Regions from separate parts of the Mus musculus genome. Here regions 1, 2, 3, 4 and 5 are each linked to region 6. Evidence: chromatin contacts called from public Hi-C, HiChIP or PLAC-seq and promoter capture Hi-C data. All regions are on one chromosome and are shown on one strand. The core of a region is the stretch at or near the end of the contact, and the rest is flanking DNA. Distances in the headings are between cores, read along the strand shown.

Region 1 (4,804 bases), core at 1,882-4,381, 450 kb after region 6:
TTTTAATCACCCTTAGGATAGTTATACATTTCTCTTGTTTGTTTGTTTTATTGTTATTATTATTTGCTTTATTTTTTTAAGAGAGGGTTTCATTGTGTAACACTGGCCAGCCCAAAACTCTGTGTGTAGACCAAGCTGGACTTGAACTCATAGAGAACCTCCTGCCTCTGTCTCCTGAGTATAAGGATTAAAAGAACGTATCACTGTGCCTGGCTATTGATTTGTTTTTGAGACCAGGTTCCATGTAGCCTGGCACAGCCTCAAACTTATCATATGCTTTTGTCTTTCCTGCCTCTGTCTCCCCAGTCCTGGGATTATGAGCATGGGCCCCAGCGCACCTGGTTTATGAGGCGCTGAGGATCAAACCAATAGCCTTGTGCATGCCAGGCAAGCACTCCTCCAACTGAACTAGAGCCCTAGCCTTCAACTAACTTACTTTCTTTCTTTCTTTCTTTCTTTCTTTCTTTCTTTCTTTCTTTCTTTCTTTCTTTCTTCCTTTCTTCCTTTCTTCCTTTCTTCCTTTCTTCCTTTCTTCCTTTCTTCCTTTCTTCCTTTCTTCCTTTCTTCCTTTCTTCCTTTCTTCCTTTCTTCCTTTCTTCCTTTCTTCCTTTCTTCCTTTCTTTCTTTCTTTCTTTCTTTCTTTCTTTCTTTCTTTCTTTCTTTCTTTCTTTCTTCCTTCCTTCCTTCCTTCCTTCCTTCTTTTCTTCCTTTCTTCCTTTCTTTTTTCTCCTTCCTTCCTTCCTTCCTTCCTTCCTTCCTTCCTTCCTTCCTTCCTTCCTTCCTTCCTTCCTTCCTTTCTTGCTTTCTTTCTTCTCCCCCCCCCCCAGACAGGGTTTCTCTGTGTAGCCCTAGCTATTGGGGAACTAACTCACTCTGTAGACCAGGCTGGCCTCCAATTCAGAGATACACCTGCTTCTGCCTCCTGAGTGCTGGGATTAAAGGCGTGTGCCTCCACCATCTGGCTTCAAGTTTCTTATAATTCTAGCATGGAACTCAGTCTCATGAGCAAGTCCATGGCTGTCTTGTTTATGGGTGGCTCAGTAGCCCCCACCCCAGGAAGCTATGCAATAAGCATGAGTTATATACTAACGTATGTCTATATATGCATTGGCTAAATACTATATCTAAACCTAGTGAGTTATTAGACAGGCAGTTGAAGCAAAAATACATTGTTTTTTACATTCACATGGAAATATTTTTCTCAACTTAATAGTTAATAAAACAAAATAGAAACATGCTTTCTCTTCTCTCATTCTCTTCCCACCCTTTACACACATACACATAGCATACACACCTAGACACATACACACATACAAACACACATTGATACATGCACACACATATACACACATAAACTCTGTTTATAGGCTTGACAAACATAAGTTAAAAAGAACTACTTCAGCTTTCAGTACTTGGGAGCCTGAGGTGGGAATATAAAGAATTCAAGGCTAGCTAGCCTCTGCTACATAGCAAGTTCCAGGCTAGCATGGGTTACATCGCAGGCTCCTACCCTCCTGACAAACTATGAGTCTGGAGTGTTTCCATGCATGTTTAAGAGGTTGGAAAGGAGACACTTTGCTTTCCACTCTCAGTTCATGTCCCACTGGCTCTGGATTTTCATATGGTCACCAAGTCATACCCTTCTAGCTGCTTCTTGGGGGCCATCCCTGCCTGGCTAATGATGAAACTAACCGACTACTTCATTGAATTGATATGAAGACAGCCAAGAGACGGTCTTATGAGCCAGTTTATAAGCCAGTCAAGTAACACCATTTCTAACGCAATACCACCTTTTTAAACTACGCCGACGCAGCCTGCCATAAAGAAATGCGGTTCCCATGAAGCAAACGCACTTTCCCAGAACTGAAACATGGACTACCCATTTACCTGGCTTCCTGAGCCCTGAAAAGACATTTACTATTCCACCACAAAATAACCACTATCCAAGCCCTGTTGCTAGTCTGAAGTGCAACCAAAGACAGCGTTTACAATATTCCAGTCTGGAAGCCGTCCATTAATCCTCTTTACCTGTGATGACAACGTCTTGTTCCCGAACTTGACCAGCCACAAACGTCAGTTCACAGGGAAGGCAGGGCCTTGAACTTCAACTTGGCTGTAGAACGTTAAAGAAGGAACCGGTTACAATATGTTCTCTGGATCTCCCCCAACTCTCCACCACCTTGGGAAAGTCACTGTGACCCTGTTGCCTGCAACCACTACAGTGTCCCAGGGTCGCCCAAGAAAGTTCCGTGCTCCTCCCCCAAGGAGCCTTTCTGCTTTCCTTAGAGGAAGGGAGTAGGTTGGGGTTGGGGGCCCGTGAGCACCCCAGTGGCAGAGTGCCCCCAAAGACATTATATACCACCGTAGATTTTCTTTAGTATCTGAACATTCTCTCCTTTAAATTAAAAAAAAAAAAGTTTGGGAAAAGGAGAGGTGCAGTTATTTCAGGCTAGTTGGAGTGGATATTGGGGCAGAGTCACCCTCCGGACTAGCACACGGGCACTCCCGGCTCCCTTTACCCATATCAGGCCAGCCGCGCAGCCACTGCACAGAGGAGACTAAAGCTGGCCCCACACAGGACCCGCTGTGGCACTGGCCTCTGGAGGGCAGAGACATAGGGTAACTTTGGCATCGTCTCTACCCTACTGTTGGGGCCAACATCGCCCCACTACGATCAGGAGCAATGAGGAAACTAGTGTTCAAAGAGGGTCCGCTGCTGTTGACTCAAACCCACCGGCAGCGTTTCTCAGGTCCCCAGCAAAGCCTAGGCTGTGACCCCAGAATCAGTCTGTCAGGGAGCCTCCAGTTACCTCTCCTCTAAGTTCCCCGAGGGTCTCAGGAAACGCCTCCCGGTGAGATACGCCCAAATGCACCACGCCGTGAGAAGGGAGCGCCCCGATGTCCCCGCCCGTGTGCCCTCCCCTCCAGGGGACAACCAGAGGACCCAGCGTCGCTCCAGTTCCAGGACTCCACGAACCCTCCAGCCCCCAAAACAGCTGCGAACACCAATGTTCGGAGCCGGCGCACGGCGCTCCAGGGGACTCGAAGTGGCGGACAGTTCCGCGGGCCCTGAAAACTCGCACGCGTGTGCCCTTCCTAGCGTGTGCCCTCTCCAGTGGCTGTGGGTCTCCAGACCCGCGCCCCTAGTCCGCGCGCATGCGCCACCGAGCCCCTCCCCTCCCTGTCCACCCACCTCACTGTCCCGGGACAGGGGACGCCTGGCTCCCCGCCCTCGCGCGTGCCCTCCAGCCCCTGGGCACCTGAGGCTGCACTCCGCCTGCGGGTCCGCAGGGCCAAGCGCGCCCAGGAGGAGGCGCCAGGAGGGGCGTAAGCGGCTGCCTCCGCCCCCGTCACCCCTGTCGTGGGACCGTAGCGTCCGGGGCCCCGGCCCGGCACCGCCTACGCGCGCCCGTGCCAGCCGCGCCCCCACGACACGCGCCGCCCCTCGGACGTCCCCTGCGGGGTCCCGCGGCGAGGTGACCGCCCCGGAAACTCCGCCCCCTAGGCCCGGGCCCCGGCTCAGGGCGAGACACACCCCCTGGACGGCAGTGTCTGATTGGCTGCTGCGGGGGAGGGCGGGGCCTAAGAGGCCCGGGGCAGCTCTCCTCGATGCCCATTTAGTGCCTCGGGGCCCGGGCATCCGTTGGTAAACTGAGGCGGGTTAGGTGAAGGGACTGCCCAAGGTCACCCGACGGGGGAGAACAGTCGGTGGGAAGGGTGCGCCTTGGCGCGCACTCCCTCCTGCTCCCAGCCCCGCGCACCGGCCAGGACTGAAGTTCAAGGCTGCGGGTCTGGGTTGAGCTTTCCTCCGGGTGCCCTCGTTGAGCTGGTCTAGATCGCACAGCTTGTTCCCCGAGTCCCGGGAGTTCGTGGGGAGGTGGACGGACAGGCGGAATCTGATCTTTAGAGTCCCAGGATGAGAAATGGGGAGAAAGGAAGAGCGAGCTGGGGCACGCGGCAACAGGTGGCCAAGGTGCCAGGGTGGGTGTGGCGGGCGGGGAAGGCAGAGGCTGAAGGGCATCGAGGACGGTCGCAGGGAGGCGCGGCCGCTCTGACCCACCCTCCGCCTCTGCCCCGCCCCGGGCTGTGGCCCCTCTGCATACGCTTCAGGGGTTGAGGGGCTGACTGTGTCCAGCTCAGGCACTGGGGCTCTGCCAACTGACAGCGCAGGCGGGAGGCTGCAACTGGGAGCAGGCTGCGACCCAGAGCAGCCGCTTTGCTTGTGTCGTCCTTGGATCTTCAGTCACGGAATGCACATGCCCCCCGAGGTGCCAACGCCCCAGGACGCCGCTCCTTTGGGAACGAAATGTGTGCTATGCCAGCCCTCCTGTCTGTCCTCACGCTGGGCCTGCCACTATGCTATTTGTGGCGATGAGCGCCCAGGAGAGCCTACTAGGGAAAGGAAACTTTCAGCGCACATCTCCTTACCCTGGGAACTGGAGACCAGACCCTACAGGCACATTCAGGGACGTCTTTTAAACCCACCTTTGCTGATCAGCCTCATACCTGTGGTGAACTCTGCCCCACCTGCCAGACACCCACAGAACATTCCCTACTTGCCTACTGGCAAGCTCGCCTTTTCTTGCACGCAGTGGCCAGGAAATAGCTACTATTTGTATTATGCTTCGAAGCTTGCAAAACTGAGACCCTGGAGATGGTTGAATGGGTAAAGGTGCTTGCTACCAAGCCTGATGACCTGGATTCCAACCTGGGGACTCACACGGTGGAAGGAAAGAACCAACTCACATGCACACAAGCACACACACACACACACACACACACACCAGCTACTCTGCCACATACA
Region 2 (4,706 bases), core at 787-3,286, 280 kb after region 6:
CCTGTACACGACACTTCCTCCTGCAGATGTTGCTGTGATCCTGGGTTGCTTGATAGCAACGGGAGCCAGCCACTGTGTGACTGGTTGCTGGGCTGGCTGTACTGTTTAGAGAGGTGTGAAGGGGCAATGATGGGCGTGATCCTTTTTATCCCACGTGTTTGCCATCCCTGCATCTTGAGCCTTAGATGTCAAAACGCAACTGTACGTTCAACCTACCGAAGACCATGCATGATTCAGGAATGCCTCCCACCCCTCTATCTGTTGGCTGGTGGCAAGCTGGATCAGGGAAGTGGGCTGTGTGAGACTACCTGTGGCCACCCAGTGGGGAGTGTCCAGGAAGGACACGGGAGCAGGTAGTGAAATAATCCATTGGTAGCCTGGGGACTGGGCATGTCACTCCACAAAGCACCAACGTCTATGTATAGGTTGTATTGTGCCCAGAAGCACTATGACAACCAGTCAGAGCTCTGTGCTCCAACACAGGCTTGGTAGTTGAGGACCAGAACAGGGACTAGGGCAGGGAGCAGGGAAGGGCTGGGGTGATTTTTAAGAGCTGGGGTGAGGTGGAGGAGGGTAGAATCAACTGCTGGTAATGGGACGAGTAGGTGGCAGCTGGACACAGCTACCCGGGCATGGAGATTTGAGGTCCAAGTCAGGCTCTGGGACAGAAGCGGGAAGAAGACGAGAGCTGGAGTTTCCCAGCCAGCTCAGAGACCTTCCTGGGTGATCAGACCCCTCAGGAAAAAAGAGCAGACCCTGCTACCTCCTAGGCATGGCTTCCTGGGCCATCCTAGACCCAGTCCTCTTGATGAACCTGGTGGCTTTCCTGTAGGGTCACAGTAGCACAGGGTTGGATCCGATGAACCAGGACCAAACCTCCTTGCCACCCTCCAAGGCCAGATATTATTCCTCCCAGAGCGGGCATGGATATGGGATTCATCTCCCAGGCGTGGACATGGGAGGCCCGTTCGAAGGCTCAGCAAGCTGAGACTCATTTTGGGGTCCTGTAGGTGTGCCTTCTCAAGGTCTGGATAGAGAAAAGTAGTCAACAGCTTCGAGCCACTCCCTGCTGCTAAGCACGGCATGCAGCTCACTGAGAGGCCAAGGCTCACTTCTGACTCGGCCCCTGCTGGCATGAGAGCTTTCCAGGCACCAGGGGGGCACAGAGCAGGCAAATGCACCCCAGGAGGACAGTGTGTGGTGGCAGGGGCTTGGCACGGTGCCCAGGTTTTCTGAGTTTTATCTAAACTCCCATTCGTATCTCCAGGTGAGGCCGTTTATCTCCCAGAAGCCTGACAGGCTGAAATGATTTAGTGTGTGTTTGTTCTGTTCTGGAAAAGCGAGTATGTTTAGTGTAGAAGCGTGTCCACACAACCCCGCCAGATCCTATGGTTGATTTCCTGCCCTTTTTCAAATGGCGGTTTTTTGTTTTGTTTGAGGTTTATTTGTTCATCATTTAAAGCAACAGCCAGCCAGCCTTCCCACCCTCCTCCTCCTCCTCCTCCAGCTGAGCCAGCCCCACTTTCCACTGCGGAAATGGCGTATGGGGATGGGGGGGGGGATCCAGCTCAGGCTTGCCCCCTCACAGCTGGCATTCTGAGATGCCAGCAGAGAGCATGCCCCAGCTGTAGCCCTGTTTCTGTCTTCAGCTTTGCAGTGTAGGTGACAAGTGTGCGTGCTCACATAGGTCCCTTGCACTGTCCGGGTGTTATCTCTGGAGAGCATGTGACCCTTGGAGGCTGACCTGGCATCAGGTGGTTCTGTCAGGGTACCCTCCAGCCTGTGCTCTGTTGCCTTTCCTCAGAGTGCGGTGACCTGGTATTTGAACATAGTCACATCTAGGATGAGGTTGAGTTTATGGCTCTCCTCCTATGTCTGTGAATCTGTGGGAGTGAGGTGGGGGGGGGGGCGGTGCTTTCCTCTGGGAAGATACAGGGTTATGGTCAAGGGCAGAACATTGGACTACAGCTGCCAGTGTGGGCCCCATGCATGGGTGTGCCAGTCAAGGGTGGACTTTGGTGAGGATGTGGCCAGCTGTGGGGTTAGATTGTGCTTGTGGCCAGGGTGACTTTTGCCTAGTTGTGGGTGGGGTCAGTTGCAGCTGTGGTTAATGGTGTGGGTAAGCTGTGGGTGTGGCCTGGGTTTTTCCAGGTGGCCAGTGTGAACAGGGCCAGGTTTTCCCCTTCCTCTCTGTCCCCTCTCATTTTCTACCCTGCCTGGCTTAACTTCCTGCTGGGAAACCTACCGTTATCTTCCAGCGGGCTAGCCTGGAAGCTCTGTCTAGGCCTTGACTCCCAAAAGGCCCATGAGCAGCTGCCCTTGGGCTACATCTTCAAGTCTCATTGTGGAACATCTCAGGCTGGGTTTATATGAATGCCTCCCTAGGCTAAACTCTGGGAGCTCAGTGTCCCTTGTCCCTTGTCCTTTTTCCCATGACCTTGTTCCTGACACTGCTGGGTCTTCTGTACACCAGCAGGCAGAGCTGGCTTCCTTGCTGACTCATTCCTCAAGGAGATGCGTGCTGTCCTTCAGCCCACGTGCCGCATTCTCATTTGTAGCACATGGCCTTTGGCCTGACACATAGCACTGTCTGGCTAAGGGCAGATGGGTAGAAGAGTCTCCTCCTTCTGTGGTCTTGGACCCGCAGAAAACATCAAGACATTGTTCCTACTGGACAGAGAGGCCCCTGGAAGAAGTGCTCCCTAGAACCCCGGCTGCACCTACTGGCTAGCATTTCTGGGAACATAGGCTGAGGTCTCAGCCCGGGAGCTTTTGGCCTGAGCAAATGCCACTCCATAGTGTTTTTAAAATAAAAACTTGAAGTAGGGCCTGGTGAGATGGCTCAACAGTTAAGAGTATTGGCTGTGTTCTTCCAGAGGTCCTGAGTTCAATTCCCAGCAACCACATGGTGGCTCATGACCCTCTATAAGAGGATCTGATGCCCTCTTCCTGGCCTGCAGGTATACATGCAGCAGAACACACATACATTAAAAACAAACAAACAAAAACAAACTGGGGCTGGAGATGGCTCAGCGGGTAAGAGCACTGACTGTTCTTGCGAAAGTCTTGCGATCAAATCCCAGCAACCAAATGGTGGCTCACAACCATCCGTAATGAGATCTGATGCCCCCTTCTGGCGTGTCTGAAGACAGCTACACTGTACTTAGATATAATAATAAATATTAAAAATCAAATATTTAAAAATTAGAACAAGCTCACAAAAATATTCTCAAAAAAAAAAAAACAAAACAAAAACAAAAACAACAACAACAAAAAAAAACTAGTGCTTTGCCCATCCCCTGTTCCTGAATTACCCGCACTCTTGGTAGTGACCCCAGGTCATGCTCAGCCATTTCTGCTGAATTAGACAGAAGAGAGGAGCTTTGCTGCCCTTTGGGGACACTAGAGACCCTGCCATTGCAGAACAGCCTGATTTGGTCGCTCTTCAGTCCTATTACGATTTGGCCTCTGCCTGAGGAGGGATCACCCCCCCACCCCAGGCTTGGATCCCCTGTGGCAGTTTTACCGAGTGCTTGCCAGCCTGCCCCTTCCAGAGTCCCAGGGCCTCGGGCTGCCTGCTAAGCCTGCTCCTCTCCACCCAGTTTCTCTGCACAGTGGTCGCCATCCTCCTGCACTACGTCTCCATGGGCACCTTCGCCTGGACCCTTGTGGAGAACTTGCATGTCTACCGCATGCTGACAGAAGTGCGCAACATCGACACTGGGCCCATGCGGTTCTACCACGTGGTGGGCTGGGGCATCCCTGCCATTGTCACAGGTAAGGACACACAGCGCAGCTTTGCCAGGGTGGCCTGTGTTAAAATGCAGATTTCTCCTGAGCCGTCTGTCTTCTTTCTTCTGAGCCGTCTGTCTTTTTCCTAACCCTTGACATTTAGCTGTGTGTAGAAGTGGGGCTATTCCCGGCCAGTGGGGACATAGGTCTCTCTGGTCAGGCGTGAGCTGCAGGATCAGAGGGCTTAGGGTTCTTTGTGTAGTTGGAAGAGGTTCTCCTCCCGTCACAGAAGGAGGGAAATGAGTAGATCAATAGGCAGGTGAACTAGTGAGAGCACAGGTGGATGGAAGGACATGATGTATGTGTGCTAAATCAATATACCAACTGGATGCCATCCTAGTGAGGACTGCTGTGTGCATACTTTCCCAGCATGCTTTGCCCTCCTCCTCCTCCTTCCTTTTCTGCCTCCTCCTCCTTCCTTTTCTTCTTCCTCTTCTTCTTCCTTTTCTTCTTCCTCTTCTTCTTCCTCCTCTCCCTCCTCCTCCTCCTCCTCCTCCTCCTCCTCCTCCTCCTCCTCCTCCTCCTCCTCCTCCTCCTCCTCCTCTTCTTCTTCTTCTTCTTCTTCTTCTTCTTCTTCTTCTTCTTCTTCTTCTTCTTCTTCTTCTTCTTCTTCTTCTTTTTTGGGGAGGGGGTTGAAGACAGGGTTTCTCTTTGTAGTCCTGGCTGTCATGGAACTTGCTCTGTAGAACAGGCTGGCTCTGATCTCAGAGATCTGTCTGCCTCTACCTCCTGAGTGCTGAGATTGAAGGCATTTGCCATCATGCTTGGCCAACACTTTTCAATAACTATAGAAAACCAACATCTGCCTCCTGTTGAGGAAGATTCATACTTCTGTTCTCAGTAGGAGGGCATGAACCCCCTTCCTGGCATGAACTCCCTTTCTGGCATGCCCCTGGTGGCATTTCAGGGTTCTG
Region 3 (4,805 bases), core at 2,126-4,625, 360 kb after region 6:
TTAACCCATAGTGTCAAAATACAATTGGATAATACTACAGCGTACCCCCATCCCCAGCTCCCTCCATACTTTGTGTTCCCATCCTTTGAAAATGTTGTACAATTTCCCCCCGGGGGATGAAGTCAGAACCCGAACTGGCTGCTTTCCTGAGAGCTCAAGAAATAAAGCTTTTCATTTTTTTAAGCTTCCGTATCTGAAGTGAGTTTTCTCAGCTTCCACCCCAAACCCAACAATGGTTTCTATAGGCAATCAAGCACACCAGGTTCCAGTAGAGCATATATTTAAGTTCTCACCCTTGGGCTGGAGAGATGATGGCTCAGCGGTGAAGAGCACTGACTGCTCTTCCAGAGGTCCCCAGTTCAATTCCCAGCATCCACATGGTGGCTCACAACCATCTGTAATGGGATCCGATGCCCTCTTCTGGCATCTGAAGACAGCAATAGTGTACACACAAACATAAAATAAATGAATAACTTTAAAAAGTTCTCACCAGTGGTGTACATTAGTAAATGAAGGGGATGAACTTTCCCCGGTGTAAGTCAGGTAAACGCCCACAGTTAGGATCTAGCTCACGATTTCATTCCCTGACTGATGGCAGTGGGTCACGTGCCCCTCCACCCCCAAATGCACTGTTCTCCACCGTTGGCCTCTTCCCCAGCATCTGGGAAACAGAGGCAGAAGGTTCCAGTGTTCGATGGCCTAAGTAATGTTCCTCACCCTCACTGCCGTGGGCTCTCCCTGAGAATTGAGACCAAGGCTGTAGGAAAACGCTGGTGTCCAAACGTTATCGGAGAGCGTTAACTGAATTAAGGAAGCACACAAAAGTGAGCCAGTGAGAGGGGTTAAAGGTGCTTATTAGCCAACCTGACAGCCTGAACCCCCATGATGGAGAGAGAGAGAACTGGCTCCTGCAAGTTGTCCTCTCTCCAAAGTATGTGCACTGTGGTGTGTATCTACCCACATACACAAATAAATCATGCAGAGAAGAAAAGGGAAACCCTTAATAGTCAATACCAATACTTATCAAAATTGGCACATAGATGGTGATGGTTTAAAAACTTCAACTAGAAGCCAACAGTGACAGCAAAAAACAAACCTCTATTAAACATGGCAAGCAAGAATGCGAGAGATGCTCACATAGGAAGGAAGCGCAAGTGGCTCTGTTGGCTGCTTAGCTAAAACAGACTCGAGACAAAGCTTGTTACCAGATAGACACATTTCATAGTGACATGAAGGGCAATCTATCAAGAAGACATCAGCCCAAAGACACATATACTCGTCAACTGACAGAGTCCCAAGAATGCGCAGTGAGAAATGTCAGAAGGGAAGTTTGAACCAGAACTTTGCACTGCCTAGGTAGGAGATTAAGTTTCACCTGGAGATTATAACGCTAGTCAAAACCTCAGGAAGGACATGGAAGATGGAAGTACCACTACCAACCGTCTGCGTTTGATCAGGCTCTCTAAGGTGTGATATTATAATTTAAGTTAGAATGTAGTGCAAGCCAACTACTCAGCAGGCACATCAACTGGTTCAAGACCAGCCTGAGAAACTTAGCAAGACTCTGTCTCAAAATTAAAAGAGGTTATTTTTAAAGACTGGGAAATAGATTTCAGTGGTAGAGGGTCTGAAGGAGGTCTTAGGATGAACCCTAACAACAACACACATCTTCCTTTTAAGTTCACACAGAATGTATAACAAGAAGGACTCCAGGGTGGCCATTAAGGCAAGTCATAAATAAAAATGACTAAAAATCATTCTGGACCTATTCTCTAATCATAGCATTGTTAATTAGAGATCAATAAGCACAAGATTTCTTTTTATTTATTTATTTATTTATTTATTCTATGTATGAGTACACTGGTGTGTCAGACACACCAGAAGAGGGCATCAGATCCCATTACAGATGGTTGTGAGCCACCATGTGGTTGCTGGGAATTGAACTCAGGACCTCTGGAAGAACAGAGGTCATCTCTCCAGCGCCACAAGAGTTCTACATGAACTCCAAATGCTTGCAACTAACAACACCCTTTGGAATATACGGGTACAAACAAAATACTAGGAGAATTAGAAATATTTTAAAGGAAAGATGGCCAAAAATACAATAAGCGTGTAGGATGTACTTAAATACTGTATAGTAGGGACTTTATAGTTTTAAACACAGTAGGAGAAGGAAGAAGTAAGAAGAAGAGGAAGAGGAGGAAGAAGAGGAGGAAGAAGAGGAGGAAGAAGAGGAGGAAGAGGAGGAGGAGGAGGAGGAGGAGGAGGAGGACTAGGACGAAAGGCTCCATCTTTGAGCCAAAATGTCAAGTTAGGAAACTAGAGCCTCGGCTGCAGCTCAGGGGTATGGCCATCATTCCTGGAGACCCAAGGTTTGATCTTCAGTAACTTCTCCCTTTTAAACTACACAGTTCTTTTTAGCTAGGTTCGTTCTTTTTAGCTAGGTTAGGTAGTACACACTTGTGATCTACCACCTAAGAGGCTGAAGCTGAAGAATCTCCAGTTGACACAGTCTAAAACAAACAAATAAACAAACAAACAAACAAACAAATAAGCAAACAATACATTTAAAAGTGAAGGAAAGGGAAAAAACAAACCAAACCAATAACAACCAACCCAAACCTAACCAACAACCCCACCTCCACGCCCCCTTTCCCCAAACAACCAAGTGTCAGATATCCCTGCACTGGTCTGAGGGGGCTGGCAAGGCCCTCCAGACTTCATTATTTTGGAACCGGTTTTCCCGTGGGAGAGGAATTTCTGCTAAGAAGTTTTCTTGGTGTGTCCAGTTTTAAAAAGAAGAAAAGAAGGGGGTGGGGCGGCAGAGCACGGGATTAAACTCATTTAGCAAGGCCTGATCCTGGAGTAGATCCATCAGTATGGGAAGAAAGAGGTGGTTGGAAACAGTCTTGAGCCCCTCTGCCGCCTAGTGTATAGTGACCTACCTTGCACCTACCTTCCTGGAGATGCTGCTGTCCTTAGCATGTCCTTCTTGGTCCTGAGAATCTCCACTTCTCTGGAAACCCATTGTTCTGTGACTTCCCACGTTCTCCTTGTGTGTGGTTCTCCTTGGTCCTGAGATCCTTGATGACCCTGAGAGCCCACTGTTCCTGGGAACTCACTGCCCTTTGGGACCCACCGCCCCTGGGAACATACTGTCCCTTAAACTCACTAGCCCTGGGAACCCCACTGTCCCTGAGAGTGTACTGTCCCCGAGAGAACCCACACCTCGGGTGAACCGCCTTATTCCGGAGTGGCGGAGCACGCTGCCCCTGCCCCGCGGCGAGCTGCGCGCCCATCCCCTCCCGGTACGCTCGCTCGCGGCCCAGCCCAGCGTCACGGCCGTTGCGCCCGGCAGCTCCTGGCGGGGAGTCATGTGGCCGGGCCCCGCGCTGCTGCTCCTGGGCCTGGGCCTGGGTCTAGGCAGCCAGCCGCCACCCACCGGCCCTCGCGGGCTGCCGGGCGTGCTCAGGGGCGCCCCGGGGTTGGGGCAGGGCGCGGAGAGCAGCGTCCGGGGCGGTGACACCGGGGGCCTGTCCCCGCGTGCAGCCCCGCGCCACGCCAGCCCTACGCCGCCCCGTAGGTGTCCCTCGGGCGCAGCTGCACGCGTCCTCCTGAAAGTCAACTCTTCGGACCCCGCAGCCGCCAAGGCTAACGTGTCCTGCCAGACGGCCCCCTGTATCATGCAGCCAGTGAAGATCAACAGGAAGGACCAGAACGCTCCCCTTATCCTGAGCAGAGACGAGGAAGCCACCCTCAATATCACTGTGCGTTGGTACTGTCCTGATGCCTTGGTCATTCGCAAGAGCTGGGTGTACTTTTCGGTGGCCTCTGTGAACGACACCCCTGATTGGAACCGACCTGTGCTCTTGCCGCAGGTGGCAGTGTCTAAGGGTTTCTCCCTCCACATCCCCAAATATGCCCTGCCTTACGGGGTGTATGTGTTTAACTTTACGCTGTCCATCTTCAGGTGGGACCTCGCCTGGCCCACGGTGACAGGCTCGGATATCATCTACATTTGGGTTAGAAAACGCCCCCTGAAGGCTGTTCTTCTTGGAGCCCCCAGAGTAACCGTGAAGTTCTCCGATGAACTGATTCTGAATGGAAGCATGTCCTACGACCCAGAGGCAGACATCCCCACATGGGGACTCCAGTTTTTTTGGTATTGTACCACAAATCCAAGATACTATAGTGGCAACTATGTATTAGTGATCAACCAGGCTGTCTGCCACCCAGAGCAGGATTCACTGAACTGGCCTTGGGCAGTGGGCTCTGTACTAACCATTCCACCAAAAACTCTTAGGGGCAATGGTGTGTATTACTTCAGAATGGTGGTACAGAAGCAAAACAGAACTGCATTTTCTGATAAAACTGTACACGTGCTCCAGGGGCTTCAGCCCAAGGCACACATTTCCTGCATTGAAAATTGTGGCCCCACGTTAGGTGTGTCAGATAGATTTTCTCTGTTTCTGAACTGCCCAAGTTGTGGCCGCCAGGATTTGTATAGCTGGTCCATTTTGTCTCTAACGGGCCATGAAGTGATGTTTGACTGGGCAGGGCAAGCAATCACCAGGAGGAATGGACCTTATTTGTCCATAAAAGCTTTTGCCTTTAGGAATTTTTTGGAAAATAGGGTTTGGGTTTCCCTGATTCTGAAATCTTGGAGTGGTATGACCACGACCTTGAGACATCCCGTTGTCATTAACCATGGCCCTCGAGTTGGCAAATGCAAGATAAATCCAGCTAGTGGGATTTCCATGGTTACTAAATTTGCTGTTGAATGTAGTGATTTTAAGGATGAGAAC
Region 4 (4,474 bases), core at 1,633-4,132, 330 kb after region 6:
AGGTACTTGATTCTCTTGGCAACGGCTGAGAGGAACAGGGCAGACCCTGGTTGCTCTGGGTCTGAGCAGGGCCTGCTGAGACAGGGGAGCTGAGCAGGCCTGGAGAAGCCAGGAGCTGGGGCTCCCCCATGGGCGGTTGCACCCTCGAGGATGGCAGGCAGAATGTCTCTCTTTTAAGTGACATGGGACTTCTGTCTCTCTTCTGTTCTTTCTCAAAGAGGCTTACTTTTAACTGTGAGTCCTGCACAAACGTTTCCTTGCCCTGGTTCACAGGATTTTGGGGCGTGGCAGCCTGGGCCACCTCTCTTCGGCTGTGACTTTCTATCTGTAAGGCCAGTAAGTGGGCTTCTTTGTACACCTCCACAAACTTCTCCCCAGTGAGAGGGCTCAAGGTGCAAGGGCTACCAGAGCCCGGGGCAAGAGGCTGCCCAGGAACCCGGCGGTTTAAGTCCAAACTGGCAGCAATGCATCTTTCTTTATGTCCAACAGGCCCAAAAAAGACTTCATCATCTTCATTTGTGCTGCGTTTAAAGAAAAAGATTATCAGGGCTGAAATCACACCAGCATCTAGGCGAGGGGCTTTGATGAACCTGTCTATACCAGGGGTTAGGGAAGAAAACGCATGTTTACCTTGAAGAAGACAAGGAAAGATCGAAGTCAAATTTTTCATCTTCCAAAAGAAGAAAGTCTGGGGTGGGGATGGGGAGAAAAAGTTCAGTTATTTTAGGGTAACATAAAACAGGAAAGCACTGGTTTCACAGTTGCTATGAATCTCTCAGTAAAGTAATAGATTGTTGCCTGAATTCAATCAATTGTCATGGGCACCTCAAGTCCTTCTTATTTCCCATTTCCACTCTCAAGTTCCAGGAGCCACTCTGAGTGCACTGATCCACCATCAAAACACAGAACCTTACCTCTATGATAGAATCTAGGGTTTCCAAGAAGGCTAAGTCACCTTCAGGCACAGGCTATTTTCTAAAGATCAACTACTTTAGCTAGCCTGGAATTCAATTATGAGACATCTATCAGCGATGAGTTCAAAGATGGTTCAAACTCACAGTAGAGACCAACGAGTATCTGTGGAGCACCACTGCTCCTCGGGTCCCTTTCCAAAAAAACAAAACAAAAAAGAAAACAAAACAAAAAACAAAAACAAAAAAAACCCCAAAACCTAAACCAAAACCACCAACAAAAATTTTGCTCTGCCTATCCACATTCCTAGCATAGCCTTGGTTGAACCAACTGTGGATTTATTCAGCTCTCTCTCACAGACCAGCCACTTCCCAGTAGTACTTAAAGGTCTGCTTCACCGGAGGGAACCTACATAATTCAGGACAAAATCCTAAGGTGGAGGAAGGTCATAGGCTTCATTAAGGATGCACGTTACAGCCTGGTTAAGTTGCATTCTAAACCTTTATGTTTATGCTCATAAATTACTGGACTGGGCTGCCAGCCTAGGTCATTAGAGGTGCTTCTTATAATGGGCATCACTGTGTTAAGCAGTCTCCTAAGGTGTCAAAGAGGATACATAACCTGATAGGGTGCAAAGGCCCAGTGCTCAGCCCTAAAAGGGAGAAAATAATTGTAAACCCACATCAACCCTCTAAGACTCAGGGGAGCAAAGTTACTTCCCACCACATCTGATGACCTGAGTTCAAGCCCTGGGACCCTCAGGTGCTTGCACACCTTGGTTACCACCCCCAAACACACACATACACATACACACACACACACACACACACACACACACAAACCAAGTCATCGTAAAGATTCCTCCTCCCCTCTTTTAGACAGGGTTTCACTGTGTAGGTTTACAAAGAGAACTAACTGTTCTGGAACTCACTCTGTCGACCAGGCTAGGCTAGCCTTGAAATAAAACTCAAGAGATCTGCCTGCCTCTGCAGTTGGGGCATTAAAGGCGTGTGCAGCCACCACGTAGCAAGTCTTGCTTTTCAAAGAATTTGCCAGCACTCAGAAGGCTTCCGAAGGTGGCTCTCGATGAATTCAAGGCCAGCCTGGACTACAGAGTGAGTTCCGGGTTACAAAGTGAGGGCTCAAAAAAACAAGCAAGAAAGGAAAAGCAAACAAAGTAAGTCAGTGGAGGAGAAAAGAATGAACCACAGGGGAATGGGTGGAGTGAGGGACTCTGCGCTCAGTGCAAGAGAAAGCTGTTGCCATTTTGATAGCACAGCAACTGTGATTAACCACAGGAGACCCTCACAAGATTAAGACCCCCACTTAAAGCCCTTCTGGAAGTGGGGGGAGGCCCCTCTTAAGATTACATAAGTGGTTTTAAAAAGTGGGTGGGGATGTTGTAGGGGCTTCTTTGGTGGTGGAGCTATGAATTGCTAATGTCCTTGTAAGTAACTTCAGTTAAATTTATTTGCTTATCAATCCAGACTTCGTTTCTTTGATCTGTTGTAGCCCTCTCTATTTTGTTTGGGGTGAAAAGGAATACACTCCAGAACAGCCTTACGAACAGAAAGGACTTACCTTCTTTTTTACTACCAGCATCCATCTTCACCTCTCTCTCCACTGGTTGGCCGAAGGCACGTCGCGGCCGTCTCCTCCTTCCACAGAGTTCGCTGCAGGAAGCAAGGGGACGGGAGAATTAGGCAAGTCAGAGGCAAGCCCCAACTTGCTCCCGGTTTCCCAGACTGTGCGCCCCGAGGCGGGGTAACGGATTTCCGGCTCTGAGCTGCAGAGCTGGCACCGCAGCCCGTCCTCCCCGGATCTCTGCGGCTCGGGACCCGGTTCCCCACTCTCCGGGACCAGCGCTACGACCACTCCTTACCCCTCGCCTCTGACCGGGAAGGCATAAAATCCAGCTGGGTCTCCGGCACCGGTTTAAACGCGGCGCCCGGCTCCGCCGGCCGCCGATTGGCCTGTTTAAACAGGAGACGCTCTCGGTGCAGCCTGGGAAATGTAGTCAGAGTGCTGATGTACAAGACCAATGCCCAAGACTCCAAGCCACGGATTGGCTCCGCTGGGCGCAGGAAACTCCCACCGGAAGTTCCCATGACTCTCCTCCTCCGGAGACACAGAAAGGATTTAAGCGTTCCGCCTGTGGCTGTGCTAGCAAAAGGGACCGAGGCGGTGATGGTGGGGCATAGGAGATGGTCAGGCAGCTAGGAAGGAATTTGTCCCGACTCTCTCCGGTGCTTGTCCTGGTATCTCCAGTATTTCTCATGCGTCCGGGTACTCTCTGCAGCCTAAGGCCTCTCTCCTGTACTCTGGTGTGCAGGCCCTCCCTTTTCCCTCAAATGCAGAAGAGTGACAGAGCCGGTCTTAGCACTTCTTTGCTGCCAATATGTTAGATGCCTTTGGATAGCAATGAGCAGGAAACTGGCTTCAAGGTCTGTTGGTTCAAGGAAGTCCAGGGTTGGCCTGGATAGCCATCAAGAAGGCCATCAAGTCTGGATGTCGTCTCTACACATCGGCCAGGTCTGGCTCACTAGTAGGCAAGCTGGCTTCGTCGGACCCAAGGTTCCCACCGGCTGGGGATGGTGACCGGTTCTGTGTATCTGGAATTTTAAGGGCCAGGCTTTTCTGATTCACACCGGGGGCGGGAGGGGGGGGCGCAAGACCACGGTGGCAGTCACATCTGTGGTCCAAGCCTTTAGCTCCTGTGCATGAAATCCCTGCATCCCTGGGGCTATCCACTGGGCAGTAAAGTTCACCAACACTTCTCTTTGTATCATATCAGGTCATAGTAGATGTTCAGGAAAGCATACCCATAGTAACTCACTGCTATTTACATTTTCTCTTGGCTTTAAAAATATTTTTATTTTATTTTTTTTGCCGACGTGTGCGTATGTACAGGTATGCAAGTGCCTACAGAGGCCAGAAGAGAGTGTCAGGTCCCTTGAGGCTAGATTTACAGGCTCTACGTGGGCGCTAGGTACTGATCTCTGGTCATCTGGAAGAACGGCAAGTGCTCAGCCATGGAGCCATCTCTCCAGACGCATACACATTTCCCTTTAAGATCAGTCGCCTGTCCCTGGCAGATGCATGCCTTCTTTCATGAAAGCCTACACATACCAGCTTTTACAGACAAGGCATTCAATGGAAGCCATTGAATACCAGAGATCACAGCACAAAGTGGTTCAATAGCAAGGGCAAGTGCCAAGGGCTATGGGGCAAAGAGAAGGCACTGTCACCAGCCCACAGGCAGGGTGGAAGGCTTTCTGAAAGAGACAGAGAGCAAGACTCCGCTTCTGGCTGAATCATGTATTATTTGGAATCATATACATAATGAGGACTAATGAGGAGGTTCCCCCTTGGCACCTGTCCCCAGGCTCCCTGATATGGAGACAGTACCTCTTCAAATCCTATGGCGATTACACAATTTCTTGACTTGCTGCCTCATCCAGCTAAGATTAGAGAAGCCCATCTCCCTAGGACGCAACCCAAACCTGGCACTTGGGAGCTGCTCAGAGGTTCCCATAGGAGAGGGTAGTCAACGGGACCAATT
Region 5 (4,903 bases), core at 1,890-4,389, 310 kb after region 6:
CCACCTTCTAGTACATTGTGTACTGAAGTTGTTTGTGTCCTCAAAGTGAAAACAAAGTTTTCTCCCATATGTATTTCTCTACATATGTGTCAATACAATCTGTAACACACTGCATGGGTCTATCAGATATATGCTGAATGATTGAATGGTGAACAGAAACTCAGATCCCAATGCAAATACAAGCTACCAGCCAGCCAGATGTGGTAGTACATACCTATGATTCCAGTATTTGGGAGGCTAGGGCAGGAAGATACTGAGTTTGAAGCTAATCCCAAGCTACATATCAAGATTCTATTTTGTTTTGTTTTGTTTTTGTTTTTAAAAAGATCAGGGCTGGAGAGATAGCTCTGTGTTTAAGAGCACTCGCTGATTCTCCAGCAGACCCAGGTTCAATTTCCAGTACCCACATGGCAGGTCACAGCCACCTGTAACTCCAGTTCCAGGAGATCTGATACCTTCTTAAAACCGGGTATTCACATGGTGCACAGACATACATGTGGATAAAACATCCATACATACAGAATTTAAAATATTTTTAAGATAATCACTGTCCAGTTATTTTTAAAGGGAACTCATTTTAAAAGCTATCCAATTATTAAGACTTTTACATTCTAAGTTATCAAATTAAAGCCAATTAAATTATTGGAATTAAAAAAAAATTGGAATTTTATCACCCAGAGGGGGTACCTCCAGGGGAAAGCCCATACTTAGCATGGGTGAAGCCCTGGGTTCAATTCTCAACACCAAACATTTAAATTAAGGCGTTGGCTATTCCGTAGGGCTCTATCATCCACATGTTTTATGATCTCTCTTCTCCACTGTGACAAATACCCAACCAAATATCACATAGGTCAGCACTGGCCCTCCAGTGTCTCAGAAAACTCACTGTGGTTCACCTTGCATCAAAACCCTGTTTCTCCCTCCGAATAAGCTGAATGTAAGGAAAGACAGGGAACTGTATTAAAAGCTTCAAGTGTTTGATTATTGCCCCCTCCTCCAAAAAATTCCAGGGATTTTGCTGACAAACCTTTAACAAATAAAATACCACACTCAGGGGGCTGGAGAGATGGCTCAGCAGTTAAGAGCACTGACTGCTCTTCCAGAGGTCCTGAATTCAATTCCTAGCAACCACATGGTGGCTCACAACCATCTGTAATGGGATTCGATGCCCTCTTCTGGTGTGTTTGAAGACAGCTACAGTGTACTCATATAAAATAAACAAGTAATTCTTAAAAAAAAAAACCACACTCATTAAAGTCCCACACAGCCTGGTATGAGATGAGGCCCTCTTTTGTGTCTGGAGGCACCTGACTGTGCTCTACTGTAGAGATTAACCATGCTGGGCTCAGCTCTTGAGGTGGTCTTACACGTAACTTACTAATGCAGAGATGGCATAATACAATCCTGTGTCCCAAGAGCTAATACAATGCCCAGGGCATAAGGAGAGCCAAAACCCCACAAGCTTGTAACATGAACAAACTCTACGCAGAGTTTTAGAACCCCACCATTCCCATGCTACATCTGCCTGGTCAATTGTCTCACAGAGGGACAAGACCCACATGCATGGAGCCAGGCACTCAAGGACTGGTCAACTTTCTACGGATTGCAGTATGGGACATCACCTCTAAGAGCCCTCGATGCCGAAATGAGAGGATGGTTTTCTTTCCTCTGATACCGTCCATCAATTTCTTTCATGAAAAAAATCCAAGGAAGGGTAAAAGTTAGATGTAGCAGCCTGAGGGGAGAGAGCCTTTGTTTTGGCTAGGTTCCCACTGTTATGATAAACACCACGATCAACAGCATCTTGGAGAGGAAAGGATTTATTTGGCCCTAAAGGTCACAGTCTACCATCAGGGGAAGCTGGGGCAGGAACTCAGGTCAGGAACCTGAAGGCAGAATTGAATCATAGGTTATAAAAGAATACTGCTTATGGGCTTGTTTCTTTGGCCTGCTCAGCCTGTTTTCTTATAAAACCTAGGACCACCTGCCCAGAGATAGCATTACTCCTAATGGAACGAGGCTTCCTACACCAATTATTAAGAGAAGGCCCCACTGACTAGCCTACAGGCCAGGGTGATGACAGTTTCTCAGCTGAGGTTCCCTCCTACCAGAGGACCCTAACATGTCACATAGTTTTAATGTGACATAAAAACTAGGCAGCAGTTGATCTCCCTTTAGTAGTAAAAGATAAATCTGTAAGAATGATGCCAACCTTTGCCACTTCCCAAAGCATCTAGTTACACAGTTCTCATTGGAAACCTTCAAAGACTCACACTGCCTACTCAACATTACCCCAAATTCCTTAATACCGTCAGCTTCACTAACCCCACTATATCCTATTCTGGCCGGCACTCTCTCCTCTGCCTCCTGCCTGTGTTACTGCAGCCAGTTCTTTGTAGAGAAATGCTTCCCTCTTCCTTTCTCACCATAGTACACACCTGTATCCTGTGGCTCTTTTACTCTGTCATAACAGCTGTGATTATAAAAGAATCGCTCCTGCTTTCCGATATATCTCACATTGTATAGCTAACCCTTTCAATACATACTGTGCCATTTAATCATTCCAGTCATCCCATATTACGGGTCATCCCATTTTTACTGGGGGGTGCTTAGTTAACTTGCCCAAGCCCAGGCTCCTGGCCCCGCGCCTCTGCACCCCGCGTGCCCCGGGGAAGATGATCCACGGCTGAGGGGGACTCCATTAAAAGCCGCCAAGGTGAATGCGGAGAGGTTGACACAAGGTGGGGCCACACAGCAGGAGGAATGTACACCGGTCGTTGGAATCAGATCCGAACCCTAAGGACCCATGAGGCTACATCTACAAGTCAGGAAGAACTGGTAGCTGTTCGGAGTGAAGTTTGTCATCCAACGAAGGAGAACACTGGAGTGATTTTGTCATTAGAGTTGGCGGTGTCCTCGCCTGGAGGCCCGCGGAGTCTGCAAAAGGCCAGGCCTCAGACCTGGAGGAGCCCAAGCTCCTGTCCCCAGTGAGGAACCCTGGCCTCACCTCTCCGCCGCAACAGCAGCGCCGCCACCGCGCTGTCCACACCGCCAGACAGGGCGCACACGACGTGCCGCAGCGCCGACATCAGGCTACACCGCGAGCTTTCTGGCTGCGTCCAAGCTACGCCGGAAGTCCCAGCCTCCGGGGGACGGGGGGGACGGGGGGGGGGGGCGTCCTCACTCTTCACCCGGCGGGAAACGTGCTCCGCTCACCCAGTGTTCTGCAGGCTTTTGGGTTCCGCGCGGCGGATCGGCCGAGGAGCACTAGGTGGCAGCATGTCCCAGATAGGCCAGCGATGAGTTGGTCGGGTCCGGCTTCTTAGCCACCACTCGCTGCCCTTGCGACGTTTTCTTCTGTGCTCAGCTGGCGCTCCTGGGTCAGCTGCACCAGGAACAGCCTCCGCTCGGGCTTGAGGTCTCAAAGGCGTTCCTGGGCACACACAAGGTCGAGATGCTGTGTCGGCCGCTGGCTCCTCCTGTTTACCCGCTGGAGGGACAGGGCTGTCAACACGTTCTCATTGGATTCTAGATGCTTGCGGGCCTGGCGGGTGCAGAGCCAGTGGAGGACAAAGCATAGTGGACCGTTGCTCAGTAAGGCTTTGCTAGCAGCTCAGTCAACGGGTTGGAGTAGGGGATGGGAGCGTAGTTAACCAGACCCAGACAGTAGCTGGGAAGGATGGGCCACGGAAGACTGGGAGAGTTTGGAGTCGCACCTGTTCATCCTGGTGCCTGTGATTTAAGAGTGTTTGTTTCGTGGGCCATTCTTGGAGGACGAACGAGCACTCTGCGGGGATCAGCTCTAACGAGTGGATGCTTTGGGGACCTCAGGCTGGAGCTGTGGCTCTTCCTGAATTGATTGTGGGGGGCCTCGCACATGACAGATGTTGAGTGGCTGCTGGAAGAAAATAGATACGAGTCCTGGGACAGAAAGAGAGAGAGAGAGAGAGAGAGAAGAGAGAGAGAGAGAGAGAGAGAGAGAGAGAGAGAGAGAGAGAGAGAGAGAGACAAAAGGGCAGGGGGTCATGTCTGTGGAGTGTTCTAGCCTTGAGGACCAGGACCTCCCTTCTTGGGTATGGGCATTTAGTATAGCAAATCTCACTTTTCCTACCAGAACCTATGATAGGGCCAACCACAAAGTAGCAGAAACCAGACAAACCTATGTTAGAATTTTTGTCTACTTGACACAAGCTAGGGGTGGGGGGACATCAATTGAGAAAATGCTTCCATTAGATTGGCCCTTAGACAAGTCTGTGAGATTTGTTGATTGATGTGAGAGCCACACCAGTGCAGGTGATCTTGGGTTGTAAAAGAAGGCAAACTAATCAAGCCATGCGGAGCAAGCCAGTAAGCAGTGTTCCTCCATGGCCTCTGCTTCAGTTCCTGTCAAAATTCCGTCTCTAACTTTCCTTCAGGTTGGTCTGTGATTCGGATGTGCAAACCACATAAATAAACCCTTTCCTCCCTGCGCTGCTGTTGGCCAGTATTTTCTTACACTAGAGAGAAAACTGGGGCGTTTCTTTTTCCTGCACAAGGTGTTTTTTGCTTCCCTATAACTCCCAAAGTCTGCAGTGTGATACACCATGGACAGGAAAGTGCTGTGCGGCACCAACCCAAATGGTATGTGGGCTTCAGGAACACTGCCCCCCCACAATGGTAAGAAATTACAGGGAAGCAAGCCTCTGCCATCTCCGAGGGTGGGGCTTTGGTCATCAGCCTACATCAGTATACTTCATGCCAGCCCCTCAGCTCAAGTCTCCAGTGTGTCCCAAAGCTGACCCTTCTGAACAGCCAGCCGAGGAGCTATGAAGAAGAACGTAGGGGAAAGCCACCTTTGAGCATCTTCAGAGGGGAAAGCAGAGGGACTGCAGCATATGCTGCCAAAAACCAGATGCCCCGGTAG
Region 6 (5,057 bases), core at 859-3,358:
TGAGTCCTGGCACTGCGGCCTCCCAGGCTGCCAGGCTAATACACCAGCTGGCCAGGGTCACCACAGCACTCTAACACCCAGGAAGCCCAACACCACGGGTCCAATCAGGCTGGTGTCTCCTGAGGCCTGTAGATGGCCATTCCTCAGGTGCTTCTCATAGTTTGTGTTCTATGTACACATCCCTGGATCTGTGTTCAAATCCCCCCTATACTAAGTACACTGGTTGACCTGAATTGAGACTACCTTAATGGTTTAATTTTTTTTTTTTTTTGGTTTTTTTGAGACAGGGTTTCTCTGTATAGCCCTGGCTGTCCTGGAACTCACTTTGTAGACCAGGCTGGCCTCGAACTCAGAAATCCACCTGCCTCTGCCTCCCGAGTGCTGGGATTAAAGGCATGCGCCACCACACCCGGCCCTTAATGGTCTAATTTGTTTGTACACATGTGTTCATATGTGTGCAAGTGCGCATATGTGAATGAGTGTGTTTGAAGAAGTGGCAACCTCTGTCCAGGAACCAAGCTATTGCCCCCCCTCCCCGTGCCCCCAAAAGCCCTCATTGAGTCACCTCTTTAAAGGCTCTGTCTCCAAATAAGCCACTATCTATGGCATCAAGCTTGGGGCTTCAGAATTCAAATGGGGGAGGGGGGTACACTTCAGTCCGAGGTAGGCACTGCAGGATCCTGGTTCTCACTAGTGAGCTATAATTCACACAGGTGGCCCTCCTCAGGTTCTTTAGTATTTTGTGGACCGTGTGGCTGTGTCTTCCTGGATGGAACTCCTCTAGGACTAAGGTGGAGTCCAGTCCTCTTGGTATTAAACACTTACATATAAACACTGCATTAATTTCCAGGCGTGGTGGCTCATACCTTTAATCTCAGCTCTTGGGAGGCAGAGGGAGGTGGATCTTTAAGTTTGAGAGTCTATAGAGTGAGCTCCAGGACAATCAGGACTACCCAGAGAAACCCTGTCTCAAAATAATAATAATAATAATAGTAATAATAATAATTAATAATAATAATAGCCCCTGCTGCCCTTGCCCGACACAACCCCTCACCAGTAACAGAGGCAGCATCATCAGCAATGGCAAGAGGTTTCTGAAGAAGTTTCATGTCCACATTCCCCAAGCCTCATCCCGATAGCCGTGAAAGGAAAGAGCTGGGACAGCCATTGCTTCAACTAACAACTGAGCTAGGTCAGGTCCAGCTTGCTCCAGGGTGGGGCTAGGATTCTGCCTGGGCCTAACCAACACTCCAGGGCTGTCAGGGAGCCTACCATTGGGCTGGGCTTCCAGGAAGCAAGTGATTCATGGTTGTCCCTGCCCTGCAGATGGACACAGGGCACCGACAGGATCAGACCTGTACCTTAGCCCTCTGGTACCAGGCACAGGCAAGGTAGACTTGGCCAGCTCCACCCCAGTCTGCAACAGCAGGAGAGCTGAGGGGGAGGGCAGAAGGCTCTCCTGTCTTCTTGAAAGCTGACTCCGCTGTGAGGCTTAGCTCTGTCACACCACAGAGCCCTGCACTCTTGGACCAGTTAGCATCTCCGAGGAGACTCTTCCTTGGTCAGATGTGAACAGATGCTATCACGCAACCAATATCTGAGTAACACATTATGCACAGAGACCATTTTAGACACTGGAGACCCAGTAAGGGACAAGCCCACATGCCCATGGAATTTTCACAAAGATGGGTAGATATGCAATGAGTGCAGTGCTGAATTTTGCCCTGCTGTGTCTTGGGATGCTTTGGCTGGGGGAGACGGAGTCCAGGAAGACCTCCCTGAGGTGGATATGTTCAGCTTGTCCCATGTTAAGCTGCATCAAGAGCAGCAACTCCGGTTCCCTAGGCCTGTTTGGGAGGGTACAGTCAGGTGACTGATAAGAAGACGCCTTCTCCCGTCTCTCTGGTGGCTGTAGACCCACAACCATCCACACATGAAGCTTCCACTCCCCTGGAAGGTAACCCCTGTCCTCTCCATCCTAGCCTTCCTTTGCCTACTGGGACTAACCTGCAGGACTCTTGCTAGCCGCCAGGAGACCAAGACCTAAAAAGAGACGGATGCCCAAGGTCAAATCGCTCCTGGGCGCACACCAGCAGTTCCACGGCCTCCTATCGCCTGCCCAGGACCGCCCGGGCAACATTTCTGCGCTGCTGGGACTCCGCCCGTCCCTTTGCAGCCCTCCCTACCCCGTCGCTCGTGCAGACCCAGCAGGACCCAGGGGCAGCCAGAGCGACAGACTAGTGTCTTTCAGGGCACCCGGCCGCTCCGACCGCCCTCCCCACAGCCAGGTCCCTCAGTCCCCTCCTCTGACCCCTCCCTCCCGTTCCTTCCTAGGCCTTTTCTGCTCCTCATCCTAGGCTCCCTAGACTCCTCTGTTTCTGATTCTTCTCTGGCCCCAAGTCTAGCTTCTCCTGTCCTCACCCTGGTCGCCTCCTCCCGGGTCCCCGCCACCCTCTCTGCGTACCGGGTGACGCAGCGCCGCCTCCCGCTCCCGCCTCCCCGCGTCACCGCCGGGCAGACTGCAGGGGCCGCTAACGGTCCCGCGCCCCCCCCGGTGTCCGCGCGCCCCGCGCCCGGCGGACGAGGCCGCGCCGGCGGCGATGGGGGCAATGGGGGCGGCGGAGCCGCTGCACTCCGTGCTGTGGGTGAAACGGCGACGCTGTGCCGTCAGCCTGGAGCCCGCGCGGGCTCTGCTACGCTGGTGGCGGAGCCCGGAGCCCGGGCCCTCCGCGCCGGGTGCCGGTAAGTGTGGCCATCCCGGGCTGGTGGGGCCGGCGCTGCATCCACCCCGGCCTGCGTAGCCCGAGCGCTCCGGGCAGGCTGGGATGGGGCGGAACTCGGAGGGAGGAGACCTGGGGCACGGGGAGAGGCGCCCGGGATACCGAGGCGCGGGGAATCCGAGACGCAGAGCCCGGGTGCCGGGCGGTCTAAGTACTCCGCGGCCTCTGGCGGGGAACCGTCTGGGTGCTGAGAGCCCAGATACTCCTGGAACTGGGATGACAAAGCCTCTGGAGGTGCTGGAGGGGGAGGGGAAGAGCGGACGTCCACAGCCCCCCACCCCCCATCCCGGAGCATCCGCGGGACCCTGGGGGAGGTCTGTTGCTGGTGCTGCCGTCGGGATGGCGCTGGCACACCTGGACAGGACTGGTTTCTGGTCATATTCTTCGTCCAATACAGTGAACCCAAGTACATACACATGTTTCTCTATGGGAGAAGCCCAGAGGGGCCCTGGCAGGGACTTCCTGCGATTAGGCAGTTGAGCAAGGGCCTTTGACTTTCCGATGGAGTGTACACCCTGCTCAGCCGCCCTCAGGGTTGAAAGAGGAGTAGCTTAGGCCAGCATGGGGAAAAAACGCAACCCACCCGCAGTGACTGGGAATGGTGCAAGGACACTAGAGCCACTCTCCCCGGTGCTTTGCTGCAGGTTGTCTGGTGGCCGACGGATTGGCGGAGATTTTAAAGATGTCATTCAGTCCTCCTTAAAAGGAGGATTACAGAAGATTGTATGTGGACATCTGGGCTGGGGGGCCTTGTAGACGACCTTGTAGACGAATTCAGTTTCATAAATTCCTTGCTCCATTTTGTTGTGTTTGTTTGTTTGTTTTGAGACTGTTTTCCTATGTGGCTCAGCCTCAGACTAGTATTACAGATGTGTGCCACCAAGCCCAACTTGTTATTCTCTCTCTCTCTCTCTCTCTCTCTCTCTCTCTCTCTCTCTCTCTCTCTCCTGGGAATGATAGAATCCAGGGCTTGTGGCTTGCTAAGCACAGTCTTTACCACCAAACAGCAAACATCCCCTGCAAGTTTCCCTTGAGAGCCTGCTAGGGGATGGACCTGGGGATTCTAGCCTAGTGGCTGATGGAGTGGGGCCTTTTCCACTTAAGGAGGCACAGAGGGATGCGTGGGGATAAGTGCATCTAATGGGCTTGGATCCCAATTTGAACCTCCGAGGGTAGGGCATCAAGCTTGAGTCCCAAAGGGGTGGTCACTCACCAGTGCAGACCTCACTTTATAAGGGTGGTGCTTGCCCAGGGAAACCTGGAAGGGCTGAGTGTTGATGGCGAACTGATAAGGAACCTCGAGAATCCAGTGTCAGGGTCACGGTTGGTGGGGAAGAGCTGGGGGATAGGGTCCAGGACTCCCTCAGTCTGGCAGGCTGAAGTGGGCATTGGTCTTTATAGTGGGTATCAAAGGAAGCCCCTGGATGGTTGTTTCCAGCTGAATATTTATTTATTTATTTATTTATTTATTTATTTATTTATTTATTTATTACAAAGACCTGGTGATCTCTTCAGGGAGGATAGAGAGGAGAGACAGAGCAGAGTTGAAGGAAGGCAGTTGACCCAGTCTAGGTGGGGACGATGGAGGTAGGCAAGGTTGGGTGACTGTCACCCTGAGCAGGCACCTGTGGGAATGGCGGGAGTCAGGACTCCCTGGAGGACACCCTGAATTTCTGTTGCCCTTCATTCGCTCATTCATTCCCTCGCTCATTCTACCCAGAATGGCTGTGTGGGTAGTTGGGGCCGTACGTACTCTGGTATTGTGCTGAGGCTCTGCAGACTGAGCTGAAGGGAGGTAGGGCTAAGGTAGCCTCAGACTCAATCGCCACCAACCCGGTTTCTAGCCTTGGAGTCAAAGCAGCCTTGTCTTCAGAGTGCCTTTCTGTGGCTCAGTGCCTGGGACTTGATTACCCTGAAGTTCTTCCCATGTGCCCCTGGCATCACCTCCCAGGGCATGTCTCTCTTGTTCTCGGACTTTATTACCACTGTGCTGCCTAGGCATGAGTGGGTTGAATTTCTTTTTTCTTTTTTCTTTTTCTTTTTTTTTTTTTTTTTTGAGACAGGGTTTCTCTGTATAGCTCTGGCTGTCCTGGAACTCACTTTGTAGACCAGGCTGGCCTTGAACTCAGAAATCCGCCTGCCTCTGCCTCCTGAGTGCTGGGATTAAAGGCGTGTGCCACCACGCCCGGCTCTAGTGGGTTGAATTTCAGGTAAGCCTCTAGGGCCTAGAATCCTGGCTTAGGATAAGAATACTGTTGCATGGTGGGTGCTCAGTAT

The links. Promoter capture Hi-C pulls out the DNA fragments that hold promoters and counts their contacts. A called contact is a pair of places that touch in the nucleus more often than the background predicts. HiChIP or PLAC-seq counts read pairs in DNA pulled down with a chosen protein or histone mark.
Region 1: a contact with region 6 is called in a promoter capture Hi-C map of stem cell-derived epiblast-like cells, with 2.9 times the contacts expected there. The contact joins the promoter of Ppara here to the promoter of Cerk in region 6. A contact is called at or near these places in 4 of 39 promoter capture datasets (embryonic stem cells, neural stem cells and stem cell-derived epiblast-like cells).
Region 2: a contact with region 6 is called in an HNF4G HiChIP or PLAC-seq map of pancreatic cancer cells. The contact joins the enhancer-like site here to the promoter of Cerk in region 6. A contact is called at or near these places in 10 of 39 promoter capture datasets (the C10 cell line, the HPC-7 cell line, embryonic stem cells and 3 more), 1 of 484 Hi-C or Micro-C datasets (embryonic stem cells), 6 of 115 datasets of contacts at active chromatin or transcription factors (the 230-238 cell line, T-cell acute lymphoblastic leukemia, cardiomyocytes and 2 more) and 2 of 9 other capture datasets (adipose tissue and liver).
Region 3: a promoter capture Hi-C map of pre-B cells shows a contact between it and region 6. The contact joins the promoter of Pkdrej here to the promoter of Cerk in region 6. A contact is called at or near these places in 3 of 39 promoter capture datasets (hematopoietic stem and progenitor cells, pre-B cells and stem cell-derived epiblast-like cells) and 1 of 9 other capture datasets (adipose tissue).
Region 4: a contact with region 6 is called in a Hi-C map of muscle stem cells, with 5 times the contacts expected there. The contact joins the promoter of Gtse1 here to the promoter of Cerk in region 6. A contact is called at or near these places in 2 of 39 promoter capture datasets (pre-B cells and stem cell-derived epiblast-like cells), 1 of 484 Hi-C or Micro-C datasets (muscle stem cells), 4 of 115 datasets of contacts at active chromatin or transcription factors (effector CD8 T cells, embryonic stem cells, large pre-B cells and 1 more) and 1 of 9 other capture datasets (adipose tissue).
Region 5: a promoter capture Hi-C map of pre-B cells shows a contact between it and region 6. The contact joins the promoter of Trmu here to the promoter of Cerk in region 6. A contact is called at or near these places in 15 of 39 promoter capture datasets (the 3T3-L1 cell line, 3T3-L1-derived adipocytes, the C10 cell line and 10 more), 1 of 484 Hi-C or Micro-C datasets (CD4 T cells), 6 of 115 datasets of contacts at active chromatin or transcription factors (the SCID.adh cell line, T-cell acute lymphoblastic leukemia, astrocytes and 3 more) and 2 of 9 other capture datasets (adipose tissue and liver).

The regions. Positions count from the first base shown.
Region 1 is chr15:85,734,103-85,738,906 of GRCm38.p6, reverse strand. It overlaps Ppara (peroxisome proliferator activated receptor alpha), which reads right to left and starts at 3,131. Exons shown (of 8, transcript NM_011144.6): 1 at 2,811-3,131; 2 at 2,029-2,113.
Region 2 is chr15:85,906,666-85,911,371 of GRCm38.p6, reverse strand. Celsr1 (cadherin, EGF LAG seven-pass G-type receptor 1) reads left to right here. Exons shown (of 35, transcript NM_009886.2): 25 at 3,603-3,777. Among named protein-coding and RNA genes, the nearest start is that of Trmu, 30 kb to the right of the region's middle. Within about 2 kb of position 2,036, at least 53 of the 459 cell types and tissues checked have an H3K27ac peak or open chromatin away from gene starts, as enhancers often do. A contact at or near this core is called in the HPC-7 cell line, T-cell acute lymphoblastic leukemia, hematopoietic stem and progenitor cells and 1 more, where this site is marked.
Region 3 is chr15:85,820,303-85,825,107 of GRCm38.p6, reverse strand. Pkdrej (polycystin (PKD) family receptor for egg jelly) reads left to right here and starts at 3,375. Exons shown (of 1, transcript NM_011105.2): 1 at 3,375-4,805. The coding sequence starts at 3,375.
Region 4 is chr15:85,858,115-85,862,588 of GRCm38.p6, reverse strand. It overlaps Gtse1 (G two S phase expressed protein 1), which reads right to left and starts at 2,882. Exons shown (of 12, transcript NM_001168672.1): 1 at 2,795-2,882; 2 at 2,494-2,585; 3 at 631-688; 4 at 1-521. The coding sequence starts at 2,518. It overlaps Ttc38 (tetratricopeptide repeat domain 38), which reads right to left. Exons shown (of 14, transcript NM_001033337.4): 14 at 3,767-4,474.
Region 5 is chr15:85,877,563-85,882,465 of GRCm38.p6, reverse strand. It overlaps Trmu (tRNA 5-methylaminomethyl-2-thiouridylate methyltransferase), which reads right to left and starts at 3,139. Exons shown (of 11, transcript NM_028063.2): 1 at 3,008-3,139. The coding sequence starts at 3,089.
Region 6 is chr15:86,183,192-86,188,248 of GRCm38.p6, reverse strand. Cerk (ceramide kinase) reads left to right here and starts at 2,108. Exons shown (of 13, transcript NM_145475.4): 1 at 2,108-2,742. The coding sequence starts at 2,601. It overlaps Gm15569 (predicted gene 15569), which reads right to left and starts at 2,521. Exons shown (of 3, transcript NR_155352.1): 1 at 2,465-2,521; 2 at 2,008-2,043; 3 at 1,053-1,597.